5 separate regions of the Mus musculus genome follow, and all the other regions are linked to region 2. Evidence: chromatin contacts called from public HiCAR-type and promoter capture Hi-C data. All regions are on one chromosome and are shown on one strand. Each heading gives the region's core, a stretch centred on a gene start, on an enhancer-like site or on the middle of the called end of the contact. The rest is flanking DNA. Distances are from core to core; before and after follow the strand shown. Region 1 holds the start of Rps28 (ribosomal protein S28). Region 2 holds the start of Cyp4f16 (cytochrome P450, family 4, subfamily f, polypeptide 16). Region 3 holds the start of Angptl4 (angiopoietin-like 4). Region 4 holds the start of Cd320 (CD320 antigen). Region 5 holds the start of Marchf2 (membrane associated ring-CH-type finger 2).

Region 1 (2,927 bases), core at 93-2,592, 1.3 Mb after region 2:
TCGAGCTTCTCTTTCTGACTCCAATAGGGTGAGCACGTCACCCTCTCGAACGGGGCCTTTGACATTTCGGATGATAGAGCGGCTGGTGTCATCCATGAATTCCACTCGCACCTACAAGCCCAATACAAGAGTTAAATGCTGCTACTTACTAGTGGGGTGGAAAGGTAATATGGACCAGAGCCTGGGACAGGGGCTGGTCAGGTCAGATGGTTCAGCAGTTACAAGCATTTGTTACTCTTAAGGTCTCATTTGCCAGACCAAAGGCATTGAATCACTCACATGATAGGGTCTCTGTAGCCTGATCTGACCTTGAAATCCTGTGATCCTTCTGGAATTACAACACCCTCCCCACTTACAATTTTATCTGGGTGCCTCCAACTTACTTCAGGCTGGCCCTGATCTACGGGTCCCCCTACCTTAGTTTCTTAATTAGCTGTGATGGGAGACCTGGGTATAAGCCAGGGGAACGAACGGTCAGGGCATCTTTAGCCTAGGCTTGTCTGTCTCCTGGAGTAGGTGAGATGCCCTACCGTTCTTGTTCTATGTGGTGGACCGAGGCAAGCACACTATCAACAGTGGCCCAGGTTTTTTCGGTACTGGATCATTTTGTAGCCTAAGCTTGACTGGAACTCCAAGTGAACTTCCTTAGACATCTTTAATTACTAGCTTTGAGTTCAGTACTCAAGTTTTTTCGGGTTCTTTGTATGGTAAGCAAGTCTACTACTGACACACAGGTCCCGCCAACTCCACCTCTTTAAAAACCAAATCTTTTAGCTGGGCAGTGGTAGCCCGCGCCTTTAATCTCAGCACTTGGGAAGCAGAGGCAGGCGGATTTCTCAGTTCGAGGACAGCCAGGGTTACACAGAGAAACCCTGTCTAGAACACCCCCCCCCCCCCAACAAAAAACCACCAAAGCTTTCAAAGGCAGTCTTACTACGGTATCCGCGTTTCTTACAAAGTCATATCCTCCCTGAACCTAGCTACTAGAATTAAACGTCACCAAATCCAGTTATAATCCTGGTACTCGGGAGGACTCCGCTCCGACCCCAGGAAGTGGTCCGAATGTTCCCATCACTCACCTGCGTGCACTGTCCCTGCGAACCGGTCCTGCCCAGCACTTTGGTTACCTACAGGAAATAAGGGAAAGTTAGGCTCGACATGTTCAGCTTTCTTCTCTCTTTATTCAGGTTTCTAAACACCCGCAGTCGCCTCACCCTAGCCAGCTTGATGGGCTGCACGCGACTCGTGTCCATGATGGCGGCGATCTGGCGGAGAGGAGTCACGTGAGCAGGGGATGCCTTTTATAGTCGGCTCTGACCACGCCTCACTTTCGCTCTCGCGAGACCGCACGCGGTACCCAGGAATCCTCGGGACAGAGTCGTCACCAGCGTCCTTCGGAGCGGAAGGAATATGGCGTCCGCTACTCGCGTTATCCAAAAGCTGCGGAACTGGGCGTCTGGGGTGCGTGTGCTGTTCCGATCCGGGCCGGGAAGGATTTGGGTTCTGTACGCCCTTGAATCCTATCCCCCTTAACATCTCCTTAGTTCAGTGGATAATCCAGGATCCCTGAATTTGTGACTCCAGTAGTCAGACTCAAGGTCCTAAATGTTTTTGGCCGGGTTACTGGGATTTCCTTGGCCTTAGATTGCCTGGCTTTAGCTCCCCCCCGCCCCGCCCCTCTTCCTATCCCTTTCTCTCTTCGCCTCATTTGTCTCCCACGTGAGACCAGGTGTTTCCTCATCCCCCGTATCAGCTTGGAATCTTTGTTTGTTTGTTTGTTTTTGTTTTTGTTTTTCTTTTTCGAGACAGGGTTTCTCTGTGTAGCCCTGGCTGTCCTGGAACTCACTTTGTAGACCAGGCTGGCCTTGAACTCATAAATCCGCCTGCCTCTGCCTCCCGACTAGGATTAAAGGCATGCGCCACCACGCCCGGCTATCAGCTTGGAATCTTGTGCCCCTGTTTTTGGAAGGCTGAGGACCAGTTTTTAGATTTTGGAAGAAAACAAAGAGGTCAGGGAAGCTGTAGATCTCTGCAGCTCCTGGGAGGTTGGAGATGGATAAGAGGAGAGATAATTTAGGGTCCAAGAAAGGAGGTATATCTAGCACTGGAGCTTAGTAAGCAACTGTTTGGGTGAGAATTCCCATAATGTTAGGGTAAGCACGTTTAGTATATTGACCCATATACAGAGGAGATTTTCTTTAAAAGGAAGGCTTTTTAGGTTAGATCTTGGAAAGGCTGGAAACTTAGCCTTAAAGTTTTGTAAGCCATGCCCTTGCCTTTCTTCATATGCATGACTTGTAAACTTACCCTAACTGGCTACTTCTGTTCGCTAACCCTATCCTGGGGTTCCCTAGTTTCTGACTTCTTCTCTCCTCCCACAGCAAGACCTGCAGGCGAAGCTACAGCTGCGCTACCAGGAGATCGCCAAGCGGTGAGCAGGCCGTGCTTGCTGCCTTCATCCTGACATTCTTCCACCAAACCCAAGGCTGGCCATAGTGGTACAGTCTTTAATCCCAGCACTCGGGAAACAGGCAGGCTGAGTTCTGAGTTCAAGGCCTGCCTGATCTACATGATGGGTTCCAGGTTAACCCCTGTCTAATAAACAAACGTGAAAAAACAACCCTAAATTTGCTGTTCTCTTGAACTTTCCTTGGAGAATTGAGCAGAGATCTTTCTTGTCAGGCTGTGAAAGCAAAAATTTAACTTTTAACTTCATTGGGTTGTCTTGGAATAGTTAGGAGATAGGTTGTATTATTTGTTGGTCTCTTGGGTAGCTTTGCAGTCTTCATTGTGACCACCCACATGAAATGCTATGTTCTCAAGCTACTGAAGGGGGAGGATGAGGCCCATGTAGGCCAAGTCATTGCTTAAAGTCAGTTTTGATCACATTTATATACTGATGAGTCTTTGCCTTGTCCTCAGGCTTT
Region 2 (3,246 bases), core at 78-2,577:
AAAACATCTCTATACATAAATCAAATAAATAAAAGAAAAAATAAGAATGCTAAGTCAAGCGAAACAGCTATGGCTTCAACTGTGACAAGTGGGGGCCTTATACTGCTCTGTTCCATACAGTCTTTCCTTGTGTCTTCTCCAGTGTGGACTCTTTTAGAAATGTTGTGTGTTTCCTTTAGACGTTCATTACCCTAGAATTCAGTGTCATAAGTAGTTGTGAAATTGTAGACTTTGCCTATGCTTAAAAAGTACCTGTGAAGTTGAAAAATTTACTAGAGGAAAGGGAAACAACACCTTGTGAAAAATCCCCTGGGGAGGAAGTCTTGAGGTTGCTTAATTTTGATCTATTAGGGACCCCTAGCCTCCATAGTCCCTCATTTCTTGTTTGGGGAGCCCTGAGTTGGCGAGTCTGGACTTCTCCACTGACCTCTGCCCTTATCTTGCTCTATCAACCACCAATCAAGTACCCTTAACTCTGTTTCAGGACTTTGAGATTGCTTTTATCTGCCAACCTTTGAGCTGGTCCACCCATTGTTCTTTATGTCCGCGCTTTGGTGTGATGTTGGCTCCTTTTACTTGTCTAATAATGGGGAGCATGGCCATGGGAGGGTTCAGTGATTGCTAAGTCCATGACTTGCCGATCTAGGGTTTCTGAACAGCATACACTCCTGTTAAGGTCAAGTCGCCATTTGATCCTGGGAAGACAAGCCATTGCAGGCTTGTTCATTCTTGCCTGTACCCCTGTGCTCATAGCACTTCAGTCTGACTCCTTTCATCCTCACAAACCCGCTGAACTCTGACCCTTTAGTTGCCAGGTGTATTTTCCCAGCCAGGACATCTATCTCTTCAGTCTGACCATGGCTGGATTCTCTGGTCTAGTTTGGAATTGTTTCTATCCAGGGGCTGGGCTGCTAAGGGAGAGGACTGAATGCTGCAAGACTGTAGTCGGTGAGCAGAGGCATTCCAGAGACAGGTCTGCAGTTCTGCAGTTCTGCAGTGAGGAATTCTGCATGCTGCACTCCCACCAGTGAGATGTGCAGAGATCCCTGGGAGATGCTCAGGGAACATCCTGAACACCATCCTGGCACCTGTACTTCCTCCTTCACGCTTTTATCAGCAGACTGTTGCCCTTGGAAGGGCCCAGAGTCACCTTTGCCCTTGACTCAGAGGTGCTGCATCCTAAATGCAACCTGCCTGTGTGTGTTGCCCTGAGTCTTTCCCCTCCACTCCAGTCTGGCCCCGCCCAACTTGTTTTGGCCTGATGCCCAGGCAGGGAGGAAGTGGCTGAGCCTGGGAGGGATTTGATTGGTTCAGTCCAGCCTAACCCAGCCTCCCACACAGCTTCCTGAAGTTAGGAAGCAGGGGATAAATGCTTTTCACAGGACTGGGGAGAAGGTCTTAGAGGACCAGCAGCTCCTGAGATAAGGTACCGACTTGGGCTCTGAGGCAAGACAGGGTCCTGACTCTGATCAGGATGAGTTTATCAGTGTTGGGGTGGCTCCATGGAGACAATTGGCACAAGTGAGCCTGGGTTCCTGGATAACCGTTTGTGCTTCAGGCAGAGCCATCCCAGACTTCAACAGCTCTTGTCTGTGTGTTCCCTGCCTCCTTCTCTCTCTCTCATTCTGTCTCTTCCTGTATCTCCATCCCCTTCCCTGCTCTACTCCCTGCTCTACTCTCCAGTTTCTGCCCATGCTCAAAATTCTGAAGTTTTCCAGGTTCCTCTTCCAAACCTCAGAATCTCCTCCTGTGTCTGTCTGCTCAGCAGGATGCTGCGGCTAAGTGTGTCTGGGCTGGACCTGGGCTCTGTGGTGACCTCGTCATGGCATCTTCTGCTGCTTGGAGTGGCTTCCTGGATTTTGGCCAGAATCCTTGCCTGGACTTACTCATTCTATGAGAACTGCTCCCGCCTCAGTTGTTTCCCTCAGCCTCCTAAAAAAAACTGGTTTTCAGGTCACTTGGGCATGGTGAGTATGGCGGCAGATAGGCTGGGGGTACCGGGGTGTATGTGTTCCCTAGGCATCAGGAAAGGTCTGGAGCCTGTAGCAGGGAGAAGCAAAGAAAGTTATTTGGGCCCCTATTCTCATCACAACCCCACATTCATTTATCTTTCTTTCCAAGTTGTGCTCATCAGCCTTTCTCTCTTACCTGGCACCAGCCTACTGTGGGCCATACTCTCAGCAGGACTGAGGATTCCTCAAGTTCCTGGATATGTGTCATAGTCAGTGGATCCCATGGCGAATAGCACAGAGTAGTGGCATCCCTGGTATATTCTGTTTCACTGCTGGATTTGAGATCTTCCTTCAGTATGTCCAAGGTCTTGCCTCCTGCCTGGCTCATCTCTCTTGGTTTCAGATCAGTGACTGTATCTCTCTGGGTTGCTATTTGCCCTGTAGGATTCAGCTGCGATTTCTTACCTCCACCTACTGTTTGGGTGCAGAAGAGAGATTGTAGTTTTTTTCCCTTCCACTTCTTGGCCACTGTCCTTCCTCATTTTGCCCTCTGTCCTGAAGATGCATTAGTGGGCTCCATTATGCAATGTAGGTCAAGGATGAACACTTTTTAACATTGGTAGTGATTATCTGAAGTGCTTAGGGTTTGTGCATGCTAAGCAATGACTTTATTCCAAAGGCACATCACAGCATGACCATTTTCTCTCTGGTCTCATCATAATGACTACACTTCCTACTCAGTACCCTTCCCTGGTCACCAGGTCCCCTTGCTCCATGCTGCTCCATGTTGCAGAACCACATCTTGGGATTAGATCACTCATAATAGAGATATCATCACCAATGCCATACATTCAAGTACTGCTTCTCTCAACAGAATCCTCTTTCCTACCAACATTCTCATGTAACCATTGTTATCCAATGTCTTCTCAGCATCACCATCCTTTATGCATACTAACCTATCAGCTTCCTTACAGTTCCCTTTCATCTCCCCATGAGTTCAAATTCCTATCAAGATTTCAAGTGTGAGGTTCTTGACAATTCATTTTTCCTTTAAGCATTTGGAAAAGTGTTGCTTTTGATGCCCCCAAACTCCCATATGTTGTGTTTTGTTATGCACAGTGATACTGTAGAGTCAGGTGACATGTTTCTTCCCATTCTTATACCTCCTATGTGGTCTTGGTGCACTAAATCTCCTGTCTGTTGCTCCTCCTCTTCCTCTTCCTCCCCACTACTACTACTACTACTATTTCTTCTTCTTCTTCTTCTTCTTCTTCTTCTTCTTCTTCTTCTTCTT
Region 3 (3,229 bases), core at 157-2,656, 1.2 Mb after region 2:
CACAGCCCTGGATTCCTTTGCATGATGTCCCTGAGCTACACCACCATCTCCCAGAACCCCTGAAACTTTAGCTCCTTATGATCTGCCTTCCTCTACTTGTTCTGGTTAACGGCTAATAAGATTTTGGGAAGATTCTTGCTGGGAAAGAATGGTGGGGTGGTCTGGCCAAGCAGGATCATAAGTGAAGAGGGTGCAATATATAAAAATACCCTTGATGAGAGCCTAGTGAGCCCACAGGAACCCAAGGCCAGAATCTCTTTCTTTCCTATTAAGGTGGACCTGACAAGAAGGCTAAGGATTGGAATGGCAAGTGGGGTGGTTGGGGAGTTGCCAGATGACAGCAAAGACCAGAGATACTCACTGTGTAAGTGGGTGGCGTTGGGAGTCAAGCCAATGAGCTGGGTCATCTTGGGAAGCCTCTTTCCCCTCGAAGTCTTGTCTACTCCATTGTCTAGGTGCGTGGGGGCCAAGAGGTCTATCTAAGACCGGGCAGGAAACGGGTGGTTAGATCTTTTGACTCATGCCATAACAACTGCTTAGCCACATTTCATCACTACATTTCACCCCCACTTTGTTTCCTCTTTCCCATTTGGGCCAATTGCTGGGGTAATTACCTGGCTCTGAAGATTCTGTATTCTCAGATTCTGCTTTGATAGGTATCTCTGCTGCTGGGCCACCTTCTGGAACAATTGCTGGATCTTGCTGTTTTGAGCCTTGAGCTGAGTCTGAAGATATGCAAGGCTAGTGAAGACCTGGCTTTATGTCGGCAACCTCCTCTTATTCACCCTCCCTTCTACCCTTTCACAGTCTGCTCTGAGGCCCTTCTCCACCCAGGTCCTGGAGTACTAGACTCGTTAGTCTAAGTAGAGTCAGAGTCCTAGTAGATGCGCCTACCTGCAAACTCTGCAGAGTCTCAGGAGTCTGGCCTTCAGGGACTCTATCCTCGGAGTCTTTGAAGGGTGCATCTTTTCCCTTGGGCCCCTGACAAGCGTTACCACAGGCAGCCATGCGGCGCTCCAGCGCGCCCAGCTGCCCACGGGTGCGCTCCACGTGTTCGCGCAGCCCATGGCCGAGCTGTAGCAGCCCGTGAGCCAGCAAGTTCATCTCGTCCCAGGATGCAAAGCGCGGTGGCTCTGGCTGTGCAGGGCGCCCTTGCGCGCTCAAAAGCCCCGCAGTAGCCGCGCATAGCACCAGGGCAGCGCCTGCTGTCGGAGCGCAGCGCATGATTCTGGGGGTGGCCTTGGGTGCAGCAACGCTAGGACTCCGGAACGCAGGAGTTCAAGACCCAGCAGCTGGAGTTCTGGGGGAGCCGGCTCAGACTTAGACTTGCTCTGGTGCAGAAGAAGATCTGGAGCCCGTAGCTCATAAGCGTTTCACGGTTGCACCTAAAGCCCCACTTTATAAAGCGGGTGTGGGAGTGGGAGGGAGAGCATTGGAGGCGGGGCCCGGGGGCGGAGCGAGTGGCCAAGTTTTAGGGTGCAATGCCACAGGCTTTGTAGTTACGAGTGTGTGTGTGTGGCGTGTGTGTGTGTGTGTGTGTGTGTGTGTGTGTGTGTGTGTATGAAGAGTTCTTGGGGATGGCTGCTTCGCCTTCCTTGCGACCTAATAAGCGACGTGACTGTCTGTGCACTGCATGGTTCATCCTAAGGCCGGAAATTCCCAGCCCTAGCCCGCATCCCAGCCCGGTTCAATGGAGGAAAGGGCGTACAAATCAGGACGTAGATGCCTTCTTTTTTTTTTTTCCCCTTCCCGCTACGTGGATGCCTTCTTGACTGACCCCTTCTCAAGTCAAAAGCAAAGTAGGGCAGAGTTACGTGGCAGAAAGTTCTCTCCCTGGTAGGCTGAGTTCAGATGGCAAGTGGGGGATTACAGAACCTTGCTCTCTGCCTCTTAGAGGCTTCCTGAGATCTTTAATCCACAGACCAGGCGGAACCCCTGCCCCCACTCTCACTTCCACCACCTTTCTGGCTCCCACGCTCTTTCCAGCTCAAGCATTCGTCATTGCAGATGTGTTTGTGAGGATCACTAACACCCTTGTTCAATTAGTCACCTCTTCCTGGCCAAATAGTCAATAGCTGGGATTTCTGTCTACATTGTAGAGATTGCAACCCTAGGCTTCCTCCTGTTGCCTGTCCTCCACCACCAGGGGTCTTGGTGTCCAGGAATTTACCTGCGTTAAAGGAGGATCAGTGTCTGAGGACAGACCTGTCATCCCAGCTCTTGGGGCATGGAGCAGAAGAGTGTGGAATTCATCTTGAGCTACACAAGTGAGTTTAAGAGAGCCTGGGCTACTCTGAGCCAGGTCTCCAAACAACAACAGCAACAACAAAACTGGTGGCACGCACCTGTAAACCCATCACGCAGGACACAGGGGAATAGTACAAGCTACAAGCTAGCCTGCTCTACATAGTAAGTTACAGACCAGTCAACGCTGAAACAGCAAGACCTTGTTTCAAAACAAAACAAAAACAATTCATAGTTATGCATACTTTAACTCCCAGCACTGCAGAGCAAGAAGCAATTGGAGGAAGCTCTGTGAGTTTGAGGTCAGCCTGGTCTACATAGTGAAGTTCCAGGCCATCCAGGAAGAAGACCTTGTCACAAAACAACAACAACAACAACTAAAAAAGCCAGGAGGAACTGGAAATCTATCTTACCAGTTAAGAGCATTTACATCTTTTGCAGGGGATCTAAGTCCAACAGCTCACAGTCACCTATAATTCCAGCTCCAGGAGCTATGGTGACTTTGACCTCCTCAGGCACTCACACACATGCACACAATTTAAAACAGTCATTTAAACATTTAAAAAGCAGGCTGGAGAGATGGTTCAGCAGTTAAGAGTACTGACTGCTCTTCCAAAGGTCCTGAGTTAATTCCCAGCAACCACATGGTGGCTTACAACCATCTGTAATAGGATCTGATACCCTCTTCCGGTGTGTCTGAAGACAGCTACAATGTACTCATATAAATAAAATAAATACATCTTTTTTAAAAAAAATTTAAAAAGCAAACAATCTAGAGAACATCAGCAAAGATTTCCCTTCCACACCCATCCATTCATTCACTCATTCCATACAGCCTAGATCCTGTACTGAGTTTTTTAGTTTGTGTATAAATCCTACCTTTGAGCAGGGGAGAGGGACAAGGCAGAGACAAAAGAGGACTGGGGTGGGGCAGACAGCTTTCCTTGTTTATGCTGCCTGGTTAAGTTTTTATTCAACAAGTTTG
Region 4 (3,173 bases), core at 374-2,873, 1.3 Mb after region 2:
TGTAGGATGATCCCCACCCTCCCCTGGGCTGTCTTACTTACCTCTGTCTGCATCCCTCTCTGCCTGAATACCATTGCCTTCTCCAGAAATTGGTGAGGCTTACACAGTACACTCCAAAAGTAGTCATAACCTCTAACATTTACGGTGGTAGAGAGGCCATCCATCCACAAGCAGCACCATTTGTGTGAAAGTCTGGACTTCTATGTAGCCTTCTGGTCTACATTCTGGGAAACTTAGCCATTTGAAGGTTAGTGACTTGCCTTCCAGCCTTGTTGGGAGGTAGTGTCATAGATTCTTTTTTTTTTTTTTTTTTTTTTTTTCTTTTTGGTTTTTCGAGACAGGGTTTCTCTGTGTAGCCCTGCTGTCCTGGAACTCACTTTGTAGACCAGGCTGGCCTTGAACTCAGAAATCCACCTGCCTCTGCCTCCCGAGTGCTGGGATTAAAGGCATGCGCCTCCACGCCCGGCCAGTGTCGTGGAATCTTAAGGTAGAGCTATGGAAAACGTAATGTGAAGAATAAAACACTAAGCTGGTACATGACTATATCCCCAATACTTCGGAGGCCAAAGCAAGAGAGAGGATCACTAGTTTCAGGCCAGCTTGGGTTACCTCAGACCAGCAGAAACCACAACATCACTAGCCACATTGGATAAGCTGACTCAATGCATTCAACTGTGGAAGTGGGATGAGAAAACCCAAGGCTGCCAATCTGTATCAATTACAATTAATACAATTGTAGTATCAATCTACCAGGCCCATGTTAGAATAAATGTTTCTCAAGTGTGTGAGAACTAGAAGTTAATGAGGTTGGGATGGGAACCAAGGAGATGGTCAGTCCAGGTTCGAAGCCAGTAACTGTTCACTCATTTGATCATTCCATCATTCCCTCACTATTTTCGCCATTCATCAAAGGAAACCAACATCCTGGTTCGCCTGCAGCTGGCATTCTAGGGGGCAATCAAGACAATAAAGCTAAAATAAGTAAAATCCTTAGGTGGCACAAAGGAGGGACCTGCTGGGGAGTGTTCACAGGGTGTGGCTGCCATATTCATTGGGACCATTGGGCAGTGATATTTGCAGTAGGCTACATGTGAAGTTTAGGTCAAAATTGCTAAGTTCATTTATATCCCTAGAAGGTTTATTTTTATTTTTGGTTTTTTGAGACAGGGTTTCTCTTTGTAGCCCCCGGTGTCCTGGAACTTACTCGGTAGACCAGGCTGGCCTGGAACTCAGAAATCTGCCTGTCTTTGCCTCCCAAGTGCTGGGATTTAAGGCGTACACCACCACTGTTCAGCAGAAGTTTATTATTTCAAGTTAATGTGGTTATTTTCATGGAACTGGGGATTAAACCTAGAGCCTCCTGAATACTACTAGGCAAGTGCTCTACTACTGAACTACTCCCCGAATTCCTGTTTTTTATTCTGAGGTAGGGTCTCCTTTAATAGCCTAGGTTGGCTTTGTTCTTCCTCAGCCTGTAGAATATCTGGGAGTTACAGGCCTAGGTCACCAAACACATTAGGTTTTACTGCTAGGAAGAAGCCAGGAGGAGCCCTAAAATCAAAGTACCCTTGTATTCGGGTACTTACGGTCGCAGGCTTGCTTGCGCCACTCCCCCCTGCCTTTGTGTGCGCGTGCGCGAGAATCAGCGCGTCCTTCTGACTGAGCGGCTGCGGCTGGAGCGGAGCAGTTCGGCTAGCTGTTGGATGGCGCGGGGCGGAGCTGGGCGGGCAGTGGCCCTGGGCCTGGTGCTGCGGCTCCTCTTTGGTCTCAGAACAGGCCTAGAGGCCGCTCCGGCTCCGGCCCATACCCGGGTCCAAGTCTCCGGTGAGTGAACCCCCGTTTCTACACCGCTTTTGATCCCGCCTCCACGCGCTGGCATCGCCTCACTATTGGCTGCGCCGCCCATCGGTCGTTGACACTCCCCCAGCACGCGTGTTTGGCTTTAGCGTGGGTAGAGTGGAGAGAATCGGCCCTCTGTGCGTGCAGAGGGGACCGCCACATGGGTGCCTTCTCCTGTGTTCTGCTCAGCTTCCTCCCTTATTCCTGCGCTGTCCCTAAGTCACCTCCAAGCCGTCCTTCAGCTCAATGTGGGCTGGAAGGCTTTTGTTTCTGATTTTGACCTCTCACCACGCAGGGCTGGTCACCCGGTACCTTCTTGCAGCAGGTATGCCTTCCCGAAACCTTCAGCCCTGAGGCTGCAGTTCTGTGGCTGTTCTTTCAGCACCCAGAGCTTCAGTTTTTCCTTGTATTCCTGCCTCAGAGAATGGAAGGAAGAGCCCTGGAGTGTATTTCCCCTGTGAACCCCAATCTTGGCCAGGAACCTGTCCCGGGCAGGACGAGGAGGCCCGATTGTGACCACTGGCCACTACTGACCATCCACTCTGTATGAGAATAGGTCTTAACTGTTTCAAGGTTTTTTTGGTTTGTTTGTTTTTGTTTCTGTTTTTAGGTTTTTATTATGTTTTGATTTTTTTTTTTTTTTTCCAAACAGGGTCTCACTTTATAGCTCTGGCTGTCTGCAACTTGCTATATAGACTAGGCTGGGCTTGAACTCCTAGAGATCCACCTCCCAAGTACTGGGATTAAAGGCAGGCACTAGTTCCCCTTTTTTTGAGACAGGGACTTACTATATAACACAGGCTGGACTGCTGTTTTCAACTTGTGCCTTAGGCTCCCCAGCACAGGGATTATTAGGTATGGACCATTGTATTTGGCTGTTTATGGATCTGTACCCATAAACTACCCCTCCTCCCACTTTCGGCTGTTTTGTAGCTCCAAGCAGTCTTCTTGTTCCAGCATCCCAGGAGCTGGACTTACTATTGAGCAACATTAAGTCTGGCCTTAGTATTCCTCTTTTACAGATGAGGACATAGACTGGGAGGAGGAATCATGGGTCATCCTGACTCCTGTCTGATTAATTGCCCCCAAGAGGTATAGGGTCTGCTCTGCTCTGGGCCCATTCCAAGAAAATACAGAGTCAGGAAGAGAAGGTCTGAGTTGGCAGGACTGTGAGTTGTTAGGCATGGAGAGGAGGCTATGCTGGGCAGGAAGGGGTGGTGGCCAGGGCTTGTATTCAGTTCTTCAGCTCTCTGGAGCTTCTGAACTGTGTGGTATGCAGGTATAATTGCGTTTGACTACAAGGAGAGGGAGGGAGGGGTCTTGGAGGCTCTGGC
Region 5 (3,087 bases), core at 500-2,999, 1.2 Mb after region 2:
TAGAGAAATGGGCCAGCAGTTAAGACTATTTACTGCCCTTGCAGAGACCCAGGTTTGGTTCCCAGTACCCATGTGGTAGCTCACAACTGCCTGTGACTCCAGTTCTGGGGAATCCAGCACTTTCTTCTGACCTCTGAGGGCTCTTACATAATACACATAAATTCACAGAGGCACACATACATTTAAAAAAAAAATGGTATGGTGGCACACAAGCTTAGTCCCAGCACCTGGAAGGCAGAGGCAATCCAATCTCTAAGTCAGCCTGTTCTCCGTAAGGAGTTCCAGGACAGCCAAGGCTACAGAGTAAGACCTCAAAAATAAAAGAACTAAACAATACCAAAGTTACACTAAATAACCCAGCGGAACCTTGAAGTCTTCCTGCCTCAGCCTCCAGAGCACCTGACCTAACAGGCCTGTACCACCATGCTCCATGCCCTAGGCACTTTATTCTGCCTCTGTCACTGATACTGTATGTCTTGATTCAAGTTAATTTGCTTTTCTGGGCCTCATCCATCTCTTTCTTACTTTAGGGTGTGTGTGTGTGTGTGTGTGTGTGTGTGTTGTTTTTCTTGGCAGTACTGAGATAAAACAAGGGCCTAGTGCATGCTAGGCAAGTACTGAGCTAGACCCCCAGTCCAGAAACTAAGTTCTAATCCCAGAAGCTCTACTTCCTATTTGCTGTATGGCCTTGGGCAACAGCTTTAACTTCCCTGAACTTCAATTTACTCATTTAGATGAAAGGAATTACTTTTAATACTTCTACCTAGTATGTTTCCCACTAACCACATTAATTCTGACTACAGAGTTTTTTTAAAAGTGTTTTCCCCAGGCATGGTGGCGCACACCTTTAATCCTGGCACTCGGGAGGCAGAGGCAGGCGGATTTCTGAGTTCGAGGCTAGCCTGGTCTACAAAGTGAGTTCCAGGACAGCCAGGGCTATACAGAGAAACCCTGTCTCGAAAAACAAAACAAAACAAAAAAAGTGTTTTCAATTATATTTATTTTGCTTGTATTTTTGCATATGTATGTGGTGTATATTCATGCAAGGGTGTGTCTATGGAGTCCAAATGACAACTTTCTGTTGTCAGTTTTTCTTTCACCATATGAGACCTCAAGACTGAACTCAGACAACAAGCACCTTGACCAGCTGAGCTATCTTGGCAGTCCCTGACTACTGTTTGAAAAACAACATTTTCAGTACAGTGCACTGAGTAGCTTTTTGTGAAGCGCCCCAACTCTTTATAATGTTAATAATCACCCAAACAGAACCGTTATGAAGAGGGTTTCAGAGTGACATTAGTCACTTATTGACCTCCTACTGTATGCCAGGCGCTTTTCTCATCAGCCATTTCCTAAATCATGTTGGCTCCGAGATGACCCACTTTTCCTAGATGGGGAAACCGAGGCTCACAGAGGTTTCTCCTGCGTGGCGAGGCTCGGAGACCTCTCACCAACCTTGAAATGATAATTGAGGTGCCTGCGTCCTGAGCAGGGCTAAGTAAGGCCAAGGGTAGCGCCCTATCTGTCCCGCTCGAGTACTCAGCCGGAGGCTCGAACCCGGAACCTGGGAAACCTGCCTACATACTCGGGTCAGGCCCATTCGCTGTTCCGTGCCTACCTGTTCCGCGGCCGGGCCGGGCGACCGCGCAGGCCCCTCGGTTCTCCCTGGCCCGGGTCCCGGCCCGGCCCGGCCCGTCAGCAGCGGCTTGCTCCGGCTCCGGCGAGCACCTGCGTCCGGGCACCGCCCGCCGAGCAGACAGCACGGCGAACCAATGAAGACTGCCTCTGAGTATCATCTGCCAATCAGCATACACGCCCCGCCCAAGAAGGTGGGGCCTTCAAAATACGGGACGTCCTGGGCGGTCCAGGCCCCGCGGCGCCGCAGCTTCTGACTCCGCCCCTGCTGCGTTCTGGCTCCACCCCCAAAATGGACCCCGCCTCATCCCAGCTCCTCCCCCATCCCAATCTCTGGCTGTAGACTTGCTGCCAGAGCCTGGAGCAGAACAAAGGCGAGCTTAAGTAAACAACTTCACACTTGCCAAATAACTTCTTTCCGCCTTCTTCTCCGCTCCCCCCGGCCCCCGTTTGTTTGTTTGTTTGTTTGTTTGTTTGTTTGTTTGTTGTGTTTTTTAAAGACAGTTTTAATGTAGATCAGGCTAACCTCGTACTCACTCTGTAGCCAAGGATAACCTCTCTGATCCTCTGGCCTCCACCTTCCCAGTTCTATCGGGAGCTAGAATGGAATGAAGTTTTTCTTCCGTGCTAGGCACAAACAGTGTGAACTGAGCTACATTTTTATCACACTTACCAATCCTAGGGTGGCTATGATCACATTTTGCAGAAGGAAATCCGCCCAAAGGGGTTAGAGTTCTGTGGAGGAAACTAAAGCCATCATCATTTACTCATCAATTATTCAAGCAAGACATACATTCAAAAAATGGAGCAACAGATGGTAGAAAGAGCTGTTGAGATAGATCAGCGGGCAAGAGCTCTTGCATGGCAAACATGAGGATCTGAGTTAAAATCCCCAGCATCCACATAAAAGAGCTGAATAGGGCCTCGAACTCCTGTAACCTCAGTGCTGTAGATGGTGTAAACAGGAAGATGGCTGGGGTTTGCTGTCTGCCAATCTAGCACTGGTTTCAGTGAGAGAACACTTAGCAGTACTTGCCTAGCATACACAAAGCCCTGGGCTTGGTCATACATGCCTATAATCCCAGCACCCAGGAAGTTCAAGGTCACCCTCAACTACACAGAAAGCAAGGCCAACCATATGAAGGAAAACCAAAAAGATCAAAATTCTGTAGGAAGCATTATTATGGTCCAGGCATGTGCAAGACCCTGGGGACACATTAACTAATATAAATATTGTGAGACAAACATTAGCGGTTTTTAATCATTGTGTTTGCTTATTTGTTAGAGACAGGTCTTACTGTGTAGCCCAGGTCCTGCCTCACCCTCACAAGCGTAAGATTATAGGCATATGCCACCACAGCCCCACGTTATTAGTATGAATTATTATTCTTACAATGCCTGTGATGGAGCCAGCAGCCTGATACATTAGGTAGGTGCTCCACCACTGAGCCA

The links. Promoter capture Hi-C pulls out the DNA fragments that hold promoters and counts their contacts. HiCAR-type assays count read pairs that join an accessible place to other places.
Region 1: a HiCAR-type map of astrocytes shows a contact between it and region 2, with 5 times the contacts expected there. The contact joins the promoter of Rps28 here to the promoter of Cyp4f16 in region 2. A contact is called at or near these places in 2 of 39 promoter capture datasets (the 3T3-L1 cell line and hippocampal neurons), 2 of 484 Hi-C or Micro-C datasets (B cells and cortical neurons) and 6 of 115 datasets of contacts at active chromatin or transcription factors (astrocytes, embryonic forebrain, embryonic hindbrain and 3 more).
Region 3: a contact with region 2 is called in a HiCAR-type map of astrocytes, with 4 times the contacts expected there. The contact joins the promoter of Angptl4 here to the promoter of Cyp4f16 in region 2. A contact is called at or near these places in 2 of 39 promoter capture datasets (embryonic stem cells and hippocampal neurons), 2 of 115 datasets of contacts at active chromatin or transcription factors (astrocytes and kidney) and 1 of 9 other capture datasets (embryonic stem cells).
Region 4: a promoter capture Hi-C map of hippocampal neurons shows a contact between it and region 2, with 4 times the contacts expected there. The contact joins the promoter of Cd320 here to the promoter of Cyp4f16 in region 2. A contact is called at or near these places in 2 of 39 promoter capture datasets (the 3T3-L1 cell line and hippocampal neurons) and 1 of 115 datasets of contacts at active chromatin or transcription factors (astrocytes).
Region 5: a promoter capture Hi-C map of embryonic stem cells shows a contact between it and region 2, with 2.2 times the contacts expected there. The contact joins the promoter of Marchf2 here to the promoter of Cyp4f16 in region 2. A contact is called at or near these places in 4 of 39 promoter capture datasets (the 3T3-L1 cell line, embryonic stem cells and hippocampal neurons), 1 of 484 Hi-C or Micro-C datasets (B cells) and 1 of 115 datasets of contacts at active chromatin or transcription factors (embryonic stem cells).

The regions. Positions count from the first base shown.
Region 1 is chr17:33,823,220-33,826,146 of GRCm38.p6, forward strand. Rps28 (ribosomal protein S28) reads right to left here and starts at 1,343. Exons shown (of 4, transcript NM_001355384.1): 1 at 1,215-1,343; 2 at 1,080-1,127; 3 at 1-111. The coding sequence starts at 1,253. Ndufa7 (NADH:ubiquinone oxidoreductase subunit A7) reads left to right here and starts at 1,353. Exons shown (of 4, transcript NM_023202.4): 1 at 1,353-1,461; 2 at 2,382-2,431. The coding sequence starts at 1,411.
Region 2 is chr17:32,535,230-32,538,475 of GRCm38.p6, forward strand. It overlaps Cyp4f16 (cytochrome P450, family 4, subfamily f, polypeptide 16), which reads left to right and starts at 1,328. Exons shown (of 13, transcript NM_024442.2): 1 at 1,328-1,426; 2 at 1,769-1,967. The coding sequence starts at 1,770.
Region 3 is chr17:33,780,169-33,783,397 of GRCm38.p6, forward strand. Angptl4 (angiopoietin-like 4) reads right to left here and starts at 1,407. Exons shown (of 7, transcript NM_020581.2): 1 at 895-1,407; 2 at 615-725; 3 at 362-479. The coding sequence starts at 1,224.
Region 4 is chr17:33,841,468-33,844,640 of GRCm38.p6, forward strand. It overlaps Cd320 (CD320 antigen), which reads left to right and starts at 1,624. Exons shown (of 5, transcript NM_019421.3): 1 at 1,624-1,824. The coding sequence starts at 1,704.
Region 5 is chr17:33,716,928-33,720,014 of GRCm38.p6, forward strand. Marchf2 (membrane associated ring-CH-type finger 2) reads right to left here and starts at 1,750. Exons shown (of 5, transcript NM_001252480.1): 1 at 1,619-1,750.